2 separate regions of the Triticum aestivum genome follow, and region 1 is linked to region 2. A link is a contact called in public Hi-C data. All regions are on one chromosome and are shown on one strand. The core of a region is the stretch at or near the end of the contact, and the rest is flanking DNA. Distances in the headings are between cores, read along the strand shown. Region 1 holds the start of LOC123052440 (G-type lectin S-receptor-like serine/threonine-protein kinase At2g19130). Region 2 holds the start of LOC123055738.

What was found. A called contact is a pair of places that touch in the nucleus more often than the background predicts.
Region 1: a contact with region 2 is called in a Hi-C map of leaf, with 6 times the contacts expected there. The contact joins the promoter of LOC123052440 here to the promoter of LOC123055738 in region 2. A contact is called at or near these places in 2 of 5 Hi-C or Micro-C datasets (leaf and an unstated tissue) and 1 of 1 datasets of contacts at active chromatin or transcription factors (leaf).

Annotation. Positions count from the first base shown.
Region 1 is chr2D:181,920,564-181,926,789 of IWGSC CS RefSeq v2.1, forward strand. It overlaps LOC123052440 (G-type lectin S-receptor-like serine/threonine-protein kinase At2g19130), which reads left to right and starts at 4,973. Exons shown (of 1, transcript XM_044475617.1): 1 at 4,973-6,226. The coding sequence starts at 5,148.
Region 2 is chr2D:181,612,724-181,618,220 of IWGSC CS RefSeq v2.1, forward strand. It overlaps LOC123055738, which reads right to left and starts at 4,034. Exons shown (of 6, transcript XM_044479623.1): 1 at 3,980-4,034; 2 at 3,023-3,194; 3 at 2,549-2,573; 4 at 1,982-2,020; 5 at 1,367-1,555. The coding sequence starts at 4,034. It overlaps LOC123052439 (mitochondrial pyruvate carrier 4), which reads right to left. Exons shown (of 5, transcript XM_044475615.1): 5 at 5,463-5,497.

The DNA of each region.
Region 1 (6,226 bases), core at 3,723-6,222, 310 kb after region 2:
CTTCAATCCCCAGGGCCATGCAATAATCATTGAAAGCACGTGAGGAGAATTCTGCAGCGTTGTCCATGCGAATTGTCTTAATTCGACTTTCTGGATAATGGGCTTGTAACTTAATGACTTGCCTCATTATCTTGGCAAATGCATGGTTTCGTGTGGATAGAAGGCACACATGTGACCATCGTGTAGATGCATCAATTAGAACCATGAAGTACCGGAAAGGTCCAGATAATGGTTGGATGGGACCACAAATGTCTGCTTGAGTACGTTCAAGAAACTAAAGTGGTTGAGGTTGTATTTTGAGGTGAGAGGGTCTCAAAATTAGCTTTCCCGTGGCACAAGATGTGCACACATAGTCTGAAGATTGAGGAAATTTTGACTCAAGCAAATTATGACCAATGGAATTGCTAGTAATTTTTCTCATCATCCCGATCCCGGGATGGCCTAGGGATCATGCCAGGTTTGAAATGCGTCAACATTTTAAAAAATTACTTTGTATGCAACATGTTCTACGGATTTAATGTACGTATAGTACAAACCAAACTATAGAGAAGGAATTTTTTCATGTACCTTCTTGCCATATCCGTGATCTTTGATGAAGAGTAGATACTCCTCTTTGTTATCTTCATGGGTTTCAATGTGAAAGCCATTTTTACGGATATCTCTATAACTGATCAGGGTATGTGATGAGTCGGGATACAACAAAGCATCCTCAATTGTCACTTGTGTACCGCCTGGGAGTGTAAATATGGCACGTCCAGTGCCAACGATTACCGTATCGCGTCCAGCGATAGTTAGAATATCTCCATTCATCTTTTTCAGAGTTTGAAAATATTTTATCTCCCTCAGTATGGAGTTTGTGGTTGCACTATCCACAAGGCATAATTCCTCTTCCATCGGATTGTCACCATAGGGAACGTCGGCGAGGCCTTCCTGTGCTCTCGGCAGAGCGTGCGTGATAACGTGTTTGAGTGAAAAGATCAACTTGTATTGATTGATAGAGATAGTACAGCTTATATATGTTTGGAAGAGACGCATAGCACAAGACGCGATGGTTGGAACCGATGCAACGGTTAGAGGAGAGGGGAAAAGAGATGTGTCAGTTGCTACAAGACGCCTGCATGCCGCAGGACAAGGGGAGATTTTCCTCTAATTAATATGTGCTAATTAATCACAACAGGTGCGGAGGCTCACGAGCGCGAGGTGGAGTCCGAGGACAAGCGAACATGGCGAGGAGTGGCCCGCGGCCACGTGGACGGCGAGTGGCAATGGCGACCTTGTGGCCCTTGATCAGGCCCTTCCCCTGGGAGCAGCCGGCTGCACCTCGCCACGAATATGCTAAGCAGCGGCCACACGCGTCGGCGAGCACGGGGAGTTGTCAACCGGGCGGAGGTCATGGCGGTGCTGGGCGCGCGCCTGGACATGGTGCGGGAGGAGTCCAGCGACGCGGTGGGGGCAGTGGTGCACGAGTACGTGATGAAGAGCGTGCTGCTGTACCAGCGAGCTACAGAGCAATACTTGTAATTGAATGCATTTCTCTGTCTTGCAAGCTACAGAGGAAATGTACCAGCAAGAGCGAGCTACAGAGCAACTGAAACTGAAGCATGTTCATTTCAGTCTGCATTGGAGCTTCTGCACTACTAGGATATATGCCTTGGACTGAATCTGATTACTAGTAGGAAGGATGTACTACTGCAATGCAAGCAATCTTGGACATGGTTAATTAAGACTGTTGTTGATTTGTCAAGTTTATATATCTCAACCCAGAGCACACACATTTCACACGAAAGCCTGACATAAGAAATACAAACTGGAGTAATACTAGCAAACATGCAATTGATTGTTCGGTTGTTCATCATTAGTCAGCACCCAGATTATGACAGTAGTCAGTAGATAATACTCCAAAGGAGTGTGTGCGCTGTAGTCTAGACCCAAATAATAGTACAGAATTAATTCCTGCTGCAAGAACAAGAAAAATGTGCAAATTTCAGACCAAGTGGTACTGAATAGTATCGGAGTTCAATCTACAGGGGAGCCCGGCCACTCCAGGATGCCGCCCAGCTCAAGTCACCGGTCATGGGGCAGCGTGCGGATGGGTCATGGAGGCTGCCGACGTGCTGATGGTGCAGTTCGCGCTGTCGCCGCGGCGACGGAGAGCTCCTGCAGGCCGAGGCCACCCACGCCATGTCCGGCCACTCGCCCTACTCGTCCGCCGCACACCGCAAGTGGGCACCGGCGTCTACCGCGGCTGCTTTTTGTGCCTCCTCTTCAGTAGCGGCAGCCCCAACTCCACTTTCCTGCTCGATGCCGCCGGCAGGGGCAAGGACGCCACCGCGCACACCCAGGACATCGAGGAGGTTGAGGAGGAGGCGGTGGTCGTCTTTATTGTGGTGCGGGGTCCCGAGGAAGCCGTGGCGCCGCGGAGGAGGAGGCGGAGCATGCCGGGCCGGTGCCGCTGGTGGTGGTGGTGGAGGAAGGGGATCGGCGGCGAGAGGGAGCGTTGTGGACGGGAGAGTTTTTTTTTTATTTGTGGCGATTTTACAAAAAAAAAAAACCTTGGTTCCCGGGTAAGATGACGTGGCAGTCAAGCGGCCAAGTGGGTGACTGGACAAGTGCCACATCAACAAATACGTAGAGCAAAGCGTAGAATGGACCGTACGTGACCCTAAAACAAGTTTAGTAATTGTATTTCGGGTATTTCTAACTACAGAGACTAAATTGGCCACCGACGCAAGTTATAGCGGTTTCGCCGCGCCGAGCTCGGTGAACCAGATTCTCCCGACCCCGATGCGCCTGCGGAAGAGCAGGAGGCTCATTCCACGGGATCCCCGGCCCTATAATGAATTTTTCTCTTCGGAAAATATCAAGAATGCCCTGGCTCCCCTCCTCTCACTCGCGTGCTGATGTCTCCTCCATTTCGTTTCTATCCGTCCACCACCTTTAACGCTACTTAATGCTGGGCCCGTATCATAAAAGCTCTTGAATGGCCGAGCAGGACAGGGCACTACCTGAAACATGATTTACCCAGGAATCAGGGAATAAGAAAGAGGTTGTATCTAGCCTTGTTATTAGGCTGGCCATAGTGGGGGTAACATAACTACTCCATCCTTTCCGGTTTATAGGGCTCAATTCAAAAATCTCACCAACCAAGGTAGATGGTGTGTGATGAAATACTTTTTGTAGTTTGTAAAAGCACCCAATTAATGCTCTTGTTTTTCTAAAAAAATATGTTTACCAATGCATTAATTGCAATGCATGCATGCATAAAGTACATACATTGGTCAATTTTCTCTTAATACTTGCATGTAATGATTTAATGCATCTTGGAATCTGAATATGTGATGGGAACAACCAAATTGAGCCTTATAAAATGAAAAAACTAAAATTTTGAGATAAGCCTTATAAACCGGAAAGGAGGGAGTAGTATCATGTACTTGGGACTCGCAAACATGCTTACGTGGCAGATAATTAAAGAAGAGAGAAAGGGTCATAGTAAGAGCAAGGTTAATAGTAAAGCCTGCTGCCGGCTCTATAGCAACGCCATGTCATCTATAGCCCGCATTTGAAAAACCTCGTATAGTAGAACGGCTGTAGTATTAGCTATACATTTAATGCATGCATGTTGTGCTGAGGCAAAGGAAAGTCCAAGGATTGGCTGGGAGGAGCTAAACGCCGTCCATAGCGCTCGCACAGGCTGCATGCAGGCTCCATTCCCTCGTTTCCTGTGCTATCGCTCAGCTACTGATGAAGCGCCGGCTTGGTTCTCTCTCCTTACTTCTCTCTCCTTCAGCTATGATTTTGCTGATGTGGAAGATGTTATAGCCTGCTGACTAGTCTCTATTATACTTGCTCTAACATAGATAGATACCGTAACATAATAAATATTATGCTGCTATGTGTCATGCATGACAATAAATGAGACCATCTATGATACTATTTTATCATACTATGCACTATGAATGTAGTATTATACACTAATATCATATGCATGATACCAGTATATGTTACTCCCCACTATGACCAGCCTTATTACCAGTCAAACACGGCCATCACGCTCCTTTCCCCGACCGGTCATTTTGCCCCGAGTTTGGGCCCCATGTAACCAGTAAATACCTCTGGAGCTCGACACATATGTGGACTGGCTCTGCGCTTATCCGTCTCTGCGCTCAGTTACTGAGGTGCGTGTATAAACCCTACAGCTGGAAAGAAGGAAAAGGTGATCAGAGACCTTCAGTGGAGACTGCGATCACGGATGATTATTAACATGACTTTGAAAAATCGCAACCTTGAACTGACTGCACTGTAAATCGAACAAGACAATTCAAAATTCTGGTGTTCACCCAGACCAGGTAGATACCCGTTCTAGAAGAGAGAGAGAGATAGACGAACAGCAGCAAAGCTGCAAGATCTGCCTGGCCATCTTCCAGAGGAGTCGTGCAGGTTGTTGAATTCTGGAAGTAACCTAAAAAAAGTTCTGCAACTTTGAGTATTCGCAAGATGACAAGTCAGTCTTAAAATATTTGCGGCCAAAGATCTGCCATCGTTTAAATATTCCAAGTCAAAGCCGGAAACCCACTTTTCTGGCTTCCCACCATTTTTCTCCCTTTTTTTAGTCGCCGACAGTCAGCATCATGGCAAGAGTCAGATATTGGCATTTTCTGTTCACTAATATTAATCAATGAAGAGAAAATAGTACTCTATGACACAATAAACCCTATGGCACAAAACAGTACTTCATCCAGTGGAATAATAATAATTAAAGAAGGGAAAGTGACATACATCGCTACCATCATAGCTATGCTACCTCGGATTGCAACTGCAATTGAAGTGAGGTGACACAACATAAATCAAGCAAGGAAAAGAAAACACGTTAACCATGTGCCATAAATTCTAACACAAGATTCTAGTACTCCTACTATTCTGTTAATTCATCTATACAATTCAGCAGCAGCAGCAGCAGCAGGGCGTGTGGCTCTCAATCAGCCTTTGCTGCTGCTGTACCAGGTCAAAGAGGGCTGCTTATTTAATCAACCCTGTAGCTCACCAGGCTCAGAAACCTGTGTCCAACCACAGCCACGAGTGGCTCCAAAGTTCAGGCTCCCATCCTCGCTCAAGCCCTTGCTATTCTTCTAAGCTCCCATCCATGATCCATGGATCCATTCTTCTTCCTCCTCCTATTCGGCCAAACCCTGCTCTGCACAGCCGGCGACACCATCAACTCCGCCACACCCTTGTCTGGGTCACAGAAGATCGTGTCCCCGGGCAACAAGTTCACCGTGGGCTTCTACTCCCCATCGCAGAGTAACACCACCTCATCCACCTCCAGCAATTACTACATAGCCATATGGTACAGCAACATACCAGTGCTCACCACCGTGTGGAACACCGACAAGCCGGTGTCCGACCCGGCCACCGCCTCCTTGGAAATCGCCCGCAACGGCAACCTTGTCCTCCTTGATCAAGCCAAGAACCGGCTGCTATGGTCGACCAATGTAAGTATAGCCTCCAACTCCACCATGGCCACCATCAAGGACAGCGGTAGCCTTGAACTCACCGATGCCTCCGATGCATCGATAGTTTATTGGCGAAGCATAGACCATCCCACAAACACCTGGCTTCCGCGGGGCAAGCTCGGGCTGAACAAGACCACGGGTCTGAGCCAGAGGCTTATTCCTTGGAAGAACAGCCTAGACCCATCTCCTGGGTTGTCCTCTCTTGAGCTAGACCCCAACGGCACAACACAGTACTTCATCCAGTGGAATGAATCCATAAACTACTGGACCAGTGGCCCCTGGAACGGCAATATCTTCAGCCTTGTGCCAGAGATGACGGCCAATTTCAGATACGACTTCCAATTCGTCGACAACGCCACAGAAAGCTATTTCTACTACTCGATGAAGGATGATGCAGTCATCTCGCGGTTCATCATGGACGTGACCGGACAGATCAAGCAGCTGACATGGGTGGAATACTCACAGCAGTGGATCTTGTTCTGGTCACAGCCGCGGAGGCAGTGTGAGGTGTATGCACTCTGTGGGGCATATGGTAGCTGCAGTGAGGCTGCGCTGCCGTACTGCAACTGCGTCAAGGGGTTCAGCCAGAAGGTCCAGAGTGATTGGGATCTTCAGGATTACAGTGGTGGGTGCAGGAGGAACGTACCATTGCAGTGCCAGATCAACTCGAGCTCCGCACAGACCAAGCCTGATAAGTTCTATACCATGGCAGGCGT
Region 2 (5,497 bases), core at 2,784-5,283:
TATAAAGCTAAGGTAAGCCATTGGCGTACTCTCGAAAAGAAATAATGAGGATGAAGAGAAATATTGATCACTGATGCATACAGAGGGATAACTGATAAGCATGGATTTGAGAAATGAAGGCGGAACAATGAGAAGGTAGTTACTGAAATAATGAAGAAACATGTGCACTGAAGGTGACCAGAGAAAGAAGAGACTGAAGATTTACTGAAAGAACTGTAAGATACTAATAATATATATTGGCAGCCTAACAAACATTTAACATTATGAGCAATAAGCACAAAAGCAAACAAAAAAAGTAACAATATGAAGAAATACTATTTCTCTATATAAAGTGTGTTGGGATCAGAAAAAATTATTTACAAGTCCAACTAATCCGCCAAATCTGGTTGTTTAGCCCACCTGCAGACAGCCCAGGGCAAAGTCAAATTAGATGGACCTCCCCCTAAAGCTGGTAGAGAAAAGGAAGTCATGACTAAGAAAACCTTGAAACAATTAGATAATAACATAGAAACTTTTTCCCTCTAGTGTAGTGAATTTTACAACGAAAAACCTTCCTTTCCCTCCACTATACTGAATTTTACTACGAAAAATCTTCCTTTGCCTATGTGGATTAGATGATATCTTGAATTATTGGTTGTGCCGATACAAAATGAGAGAACAAAGCTAAGAAAGAAGAATGAGCAAAACAAAGTATATATGCACAAGGAGCACTACAGACTGAAGTAGATAATGAAAGACTGAACAAAGTGTGACTGAATATGACTGAAGAAAGAGGAAAACTGGAGACTAAGGACAAAAGAAGTTAAAGAAAGGATGAACAAGAACTAATGCTGAATATGATTGAATAAAGAAGAAAACTGATGACTAATAAAAGAAAAAGTACTAAAATCCTAATCGGAGAAATAAAAAATTTGAATAATAAGAACAGGGATACTGAATATCTGCCAAACCAAGAATAAGTGAATCAAATACTGAAATCTCATAAACTGAAAATAAAAGAATGAAGACTAAGAACATAGACTAATGCAAAATCAGAGAGAACCTACATGGAAAAAATCAAACAAACATTTAGTGGTACAGAGAAAACCTACATGAACAAGGGACCTACCTTCTCATCTCTATCTCAATCCATACGAATAGAATTTGAGAATGAAACCACAGATCTAAACTCCCCCAATCATCGAGCTCCCGCACACAGAACCAACAAGCAACAAAATACATCCTTGATGTAATCATAGAGGAAACCGGGGTGGAGATCAACCTCTTATGCCGGTGCCGACAGTTCCCTCACTCCATGTCACATCTCTCTCCACCGCTCTAACAAGGGGGGCATGGATATCAAACTTCAAGGAACCAGAAGAAGTACCGGCGATGAGGTCCGACTTGAGGTGCCCAGCCCATAGGCTGGCGCCCACTCCAGGAACGGGAAGAAGTATCGAAGCGCCGCCGCCACGTGCGGTCTGGCAGCTCGCTCACGCACCGGCACCGCCACGTGGAATGGGTCACCTGGGAAGGTCTCCTTGAGGTACCACCAGAAATCCACCAACGGCCGCGCCTTACCATGAACATCAGAAAATGGTAAGTAATGAAGAAATGTCCATGACCAAAAAGCCAGGACATAAATTGAACATTCGGAAAAATGAATGAGACGCAAATCATTTTGTGGTTTGAGTGCTGCTCATTGTACATGAGTGACTTGGTTGAAGTGAAGAAAAAGAAAAATACCTTTTGGTTTTGGTTGAGCTTTCCTGCAAGTGCTAGCAATAGGGTTTTTTGCCACAACCTGGGGCTCAAAGAAGAAGAGTCATCCATTTATGTATGCGCACGAAACAAATGCAGAAGAAAATCTCAGAGATCTTCGTGCTCACCCAAATAAGATTGCAGAAGAAAATGTATCATGAAACATTCTAAATTGCAAAAAATAGGAAACTAAAATACTTGAAAACTTGGAGGGTTCTACATGAGTACACCTCAAACAAACCCCTCCATCACTATCAGCATTGTAGAATATATTGCAAGCCTGTTAAACGAACAAATAAGCAGGCTAACAATGTAAAATATTTGATGGCGATGAATGTCAGGATGAGCGAAGGTGGACCAAAAAAAGATAAGAAACTGATGTATTGAGTTAGAGGAAATTTGCAACAATGGATGACAGGAATTCAAACATATCAAGGGCATTTATTTACATTCAGATGTCAATTTTTAAAAAGAGTCAGCTCCCGAAATATAAACCAGACATTTAAATTCAGTATCTTTTGAATTCATGAATTTGTTTTGGGTATCAAGAAGAGTGGAATCAAATCTTCAAAACACAAGAAGTACGACAAATAATCAACAATGATTCACAGCAAAATTGCACAGTATCCTCACCTGCTACTGGTACCTCCCCTCTACATCACCACCCGGGGCAACTGCCGCCACCACTTCCGCCGTGGCCATCTTTTGGATCTCGTCGCCGATGGCTAAACCCCTGAGCAGGATCCTGGATAACATATGCGGCGTCACCGCCGCCAGCTCGTGCTTGACTGGGACAAGGTGTCCTCACAGGTGCTTCCACCCCAATCCTCACCCTGCATGCACAGAATGAAAATGACAAGACGAGCGCATCATGAATTAAGCAACTATAAATGTAACCTACACTGATATTAGTGTCCTAATATTTGACCACATATCCCAACTGAATCTGTAAGGTACCCTACAAAATCAGGAACACACGCATATACATGCAAATTCCTCTGGTTTATCTGTAACATGCTATAACTTCTTATACTCTGCTTCATGTGTCAATTGGCAGAATGTTCGCTAAATCACTGATTTTTAAAGATGCAAGTACATCTGAGCCATTTAGTAGTATCAGCTATAACTACATATCATAACACTAAATGCAGAATCATCTAGATCTCAAGGTGCAGTACTTGTTTAAGATATCTTTTCTTATCAGTGCCTGCAATGTTTATGCCTACACTAATAAGTCCAGTTTTCAGTCACATTGAGCATGTAACACTCCAAATCGACATACCTTTTGATCCAGCCTGGAGCTTTAGGATCCATTGCGCCTACCGACTGCTTGGAGGCTGGCAGCAAGACCTCCATCCCAGCATCGGCCACGCCCTCCGCCGCACAGATCTGGCCATCCACGCTTAACACCGGCACCTCAGGTTGCTGCTCAGCAGCCGTCGTCGCTGCTACTCCTGCATCAGGATGTCACTGTCGTTCACATCCTCTAGGAGCGTGAATCTGGCAATCGGTATGAGCAAACACGGGATTGATCACTGTTGAGGGGTCTTACAGTGCAGCAGTGGCGTGGCACGTCAATCATTCCAACCAAATAGTTTTTAAGAAGACAAAAGGCCTCATGCCTGGCTAATAACCCTGTCATAGCATTCCAACTGGATATGTGTGACTGTAAACAAGTAAATATTGTTCAATTGTTCAAGAGATCAAACAAATCAACAACACCTCTGTAATGATAAAAGTATAAACTTGCAATTTAACATGAGACTATAGTTGACTCGCGTTGATAAGAAACCAAGAAGACCTTGGCATGAGAGAACAATAAAATGCTGCTGCTTTGATAAGGAATAGTGACACAGATAACTGAACGACTGAACCCAAGAACCTTCTAAAGTCCTTTTAAAAAGCAAGTAATTCCAGAAAATGATAACCGAGGAATTAATACAAATAAAATGAGATCGTTTTTGTCATCTTTCTAATTTGCTGGTCTCAGCAGCTAAAGGTCCATCCTAGATATTGCATTATATAACCACATGAGTAATTGCAATTGCCTTGACCAGGAGAAAGAGAATATATAAGCTTGTCGGTTCATGGCAGCCATGAGCTTCACATCATCCTAAAACTCTACAATATCACATCATGCTTGGTGAAAATAATATGCTAAAATATTCAGTTTGGAAATCACAACACTTCGAATGGACAGAAGAATTATTGTTAGATAGTAAGGTCCCGTTCGGCAAACCACTGCTCCTTGAAATACCAGGATCTGCGGAGCTACTGTTTGCTCGCTCCAACATTTTAAGCTACTGCTTCGTCCGCTCCGGGAGCAGAGTCGTGGAGCCGGAGGGACTCCGAACAGGCCTTAAGCCTAAATTTATTCTGTTTTTGGAAGGGAACAGAGAATAGGGAAATGTACAGTGCTTGGTAGATGCAGTTTGATAGGAAACAAGTACGTACTGCTCTTAATACTTACTTAAACAACAGTACAGACAACGTCATAGGAAATCAGTTATGCAAAAAAGAAAATGGCCAAATCTATATAGCCTGTTCGTAGTTTCATTCTTGTTAATTGCAGACGCATGGCAGGTTGTACAAGACATTCTCTTAGAATTAGATTTACTTTCAAGTGTCTTGTTGTAGTCAATTATCACAAATACATACTATGTAAAAACCTAGCTAGATCCAAATCTCCAGGACAGCAAGGTACCAACATAACAAGACTAACCCAAAATTTATTTGGAACCTAGCTAGACCTGAGAATCTACTCCACGAGAAGAAACCAACAACCTATTTACAAAAACCTAGCCAGTACTTGACTCCTCTCCTGAAACGGGAAGGGAGAGAGGCCACCAAATGGTACAGGAACATAACAGGAGAAGAAGCTCACCAGACTGTGGCGGGCGTGGTCGCTGGAAGCAGAGGCGGAGCGAGCACAGTTGATGCGAAGACCAACTTCGGGAATGAGGGGGCCATCTTCTTCCTCCCCCGTGGCCTCCATGTCCTCCTCTTCTTCCTCCCCCATGACCTCTTCTCCGTCCTCCCCCACGACCTACACTCTAGGGTTATCTGTGCGGGCGCAAGCGGGGGCGTAGAGCTGCGACTAGGGCGGGAAATCGGTAGAGTGGGGCGAGGTGGAGTCCCGTCTATTGATGGCGGCGCCGGAGACGGCCATGCCCAGGAGGAATCGGCGGTGGCGGTGAAGGCGGCGGCGGCGGTGTATTGTGGAGAGAGAGACAGGAAAGCGAGAGGAGAAAGGGGATCGAGCGAGCTGTGCGGGAGCATGAACCTTGTTTTTCTTTTTGTCTTCTTGTGACGACGTGGCTAGCGCGAGAGTGCGCCCTTTGCGCCACCGTTAATGGGTTGTATGTTGAACCTCAATGGAATATGACAACAGTTGGAGCACCATCTCCGTCACCCCTCAAAAAAAAAGGAGGCTTCGTGCACGCCCCGTGCCGCAATAGCCCTTACTCGTGCAAAAGGCGGCACACGACCATTGCGGATGCCAACTAATAGCAATTTTATCTCTATAGTTTTTAGCCATTGCCCTCGGGAAGCCAATATGGCGGCGGATCTGCTAGCTAAGAACTCGGAGGTGTCTCGAACAATTGTTTGAAAATCAAAGCCCCCGGGTTTCTTAGTGGATGTTTTAACAAACGATGTATCTTTATTCTCACATGAAATATAAACCGCCATGATGGCATTTTCCTAAAAAAAACTAATAGCAATGGTCTAGTAACAAACGACTGAATGGCAGGACAAA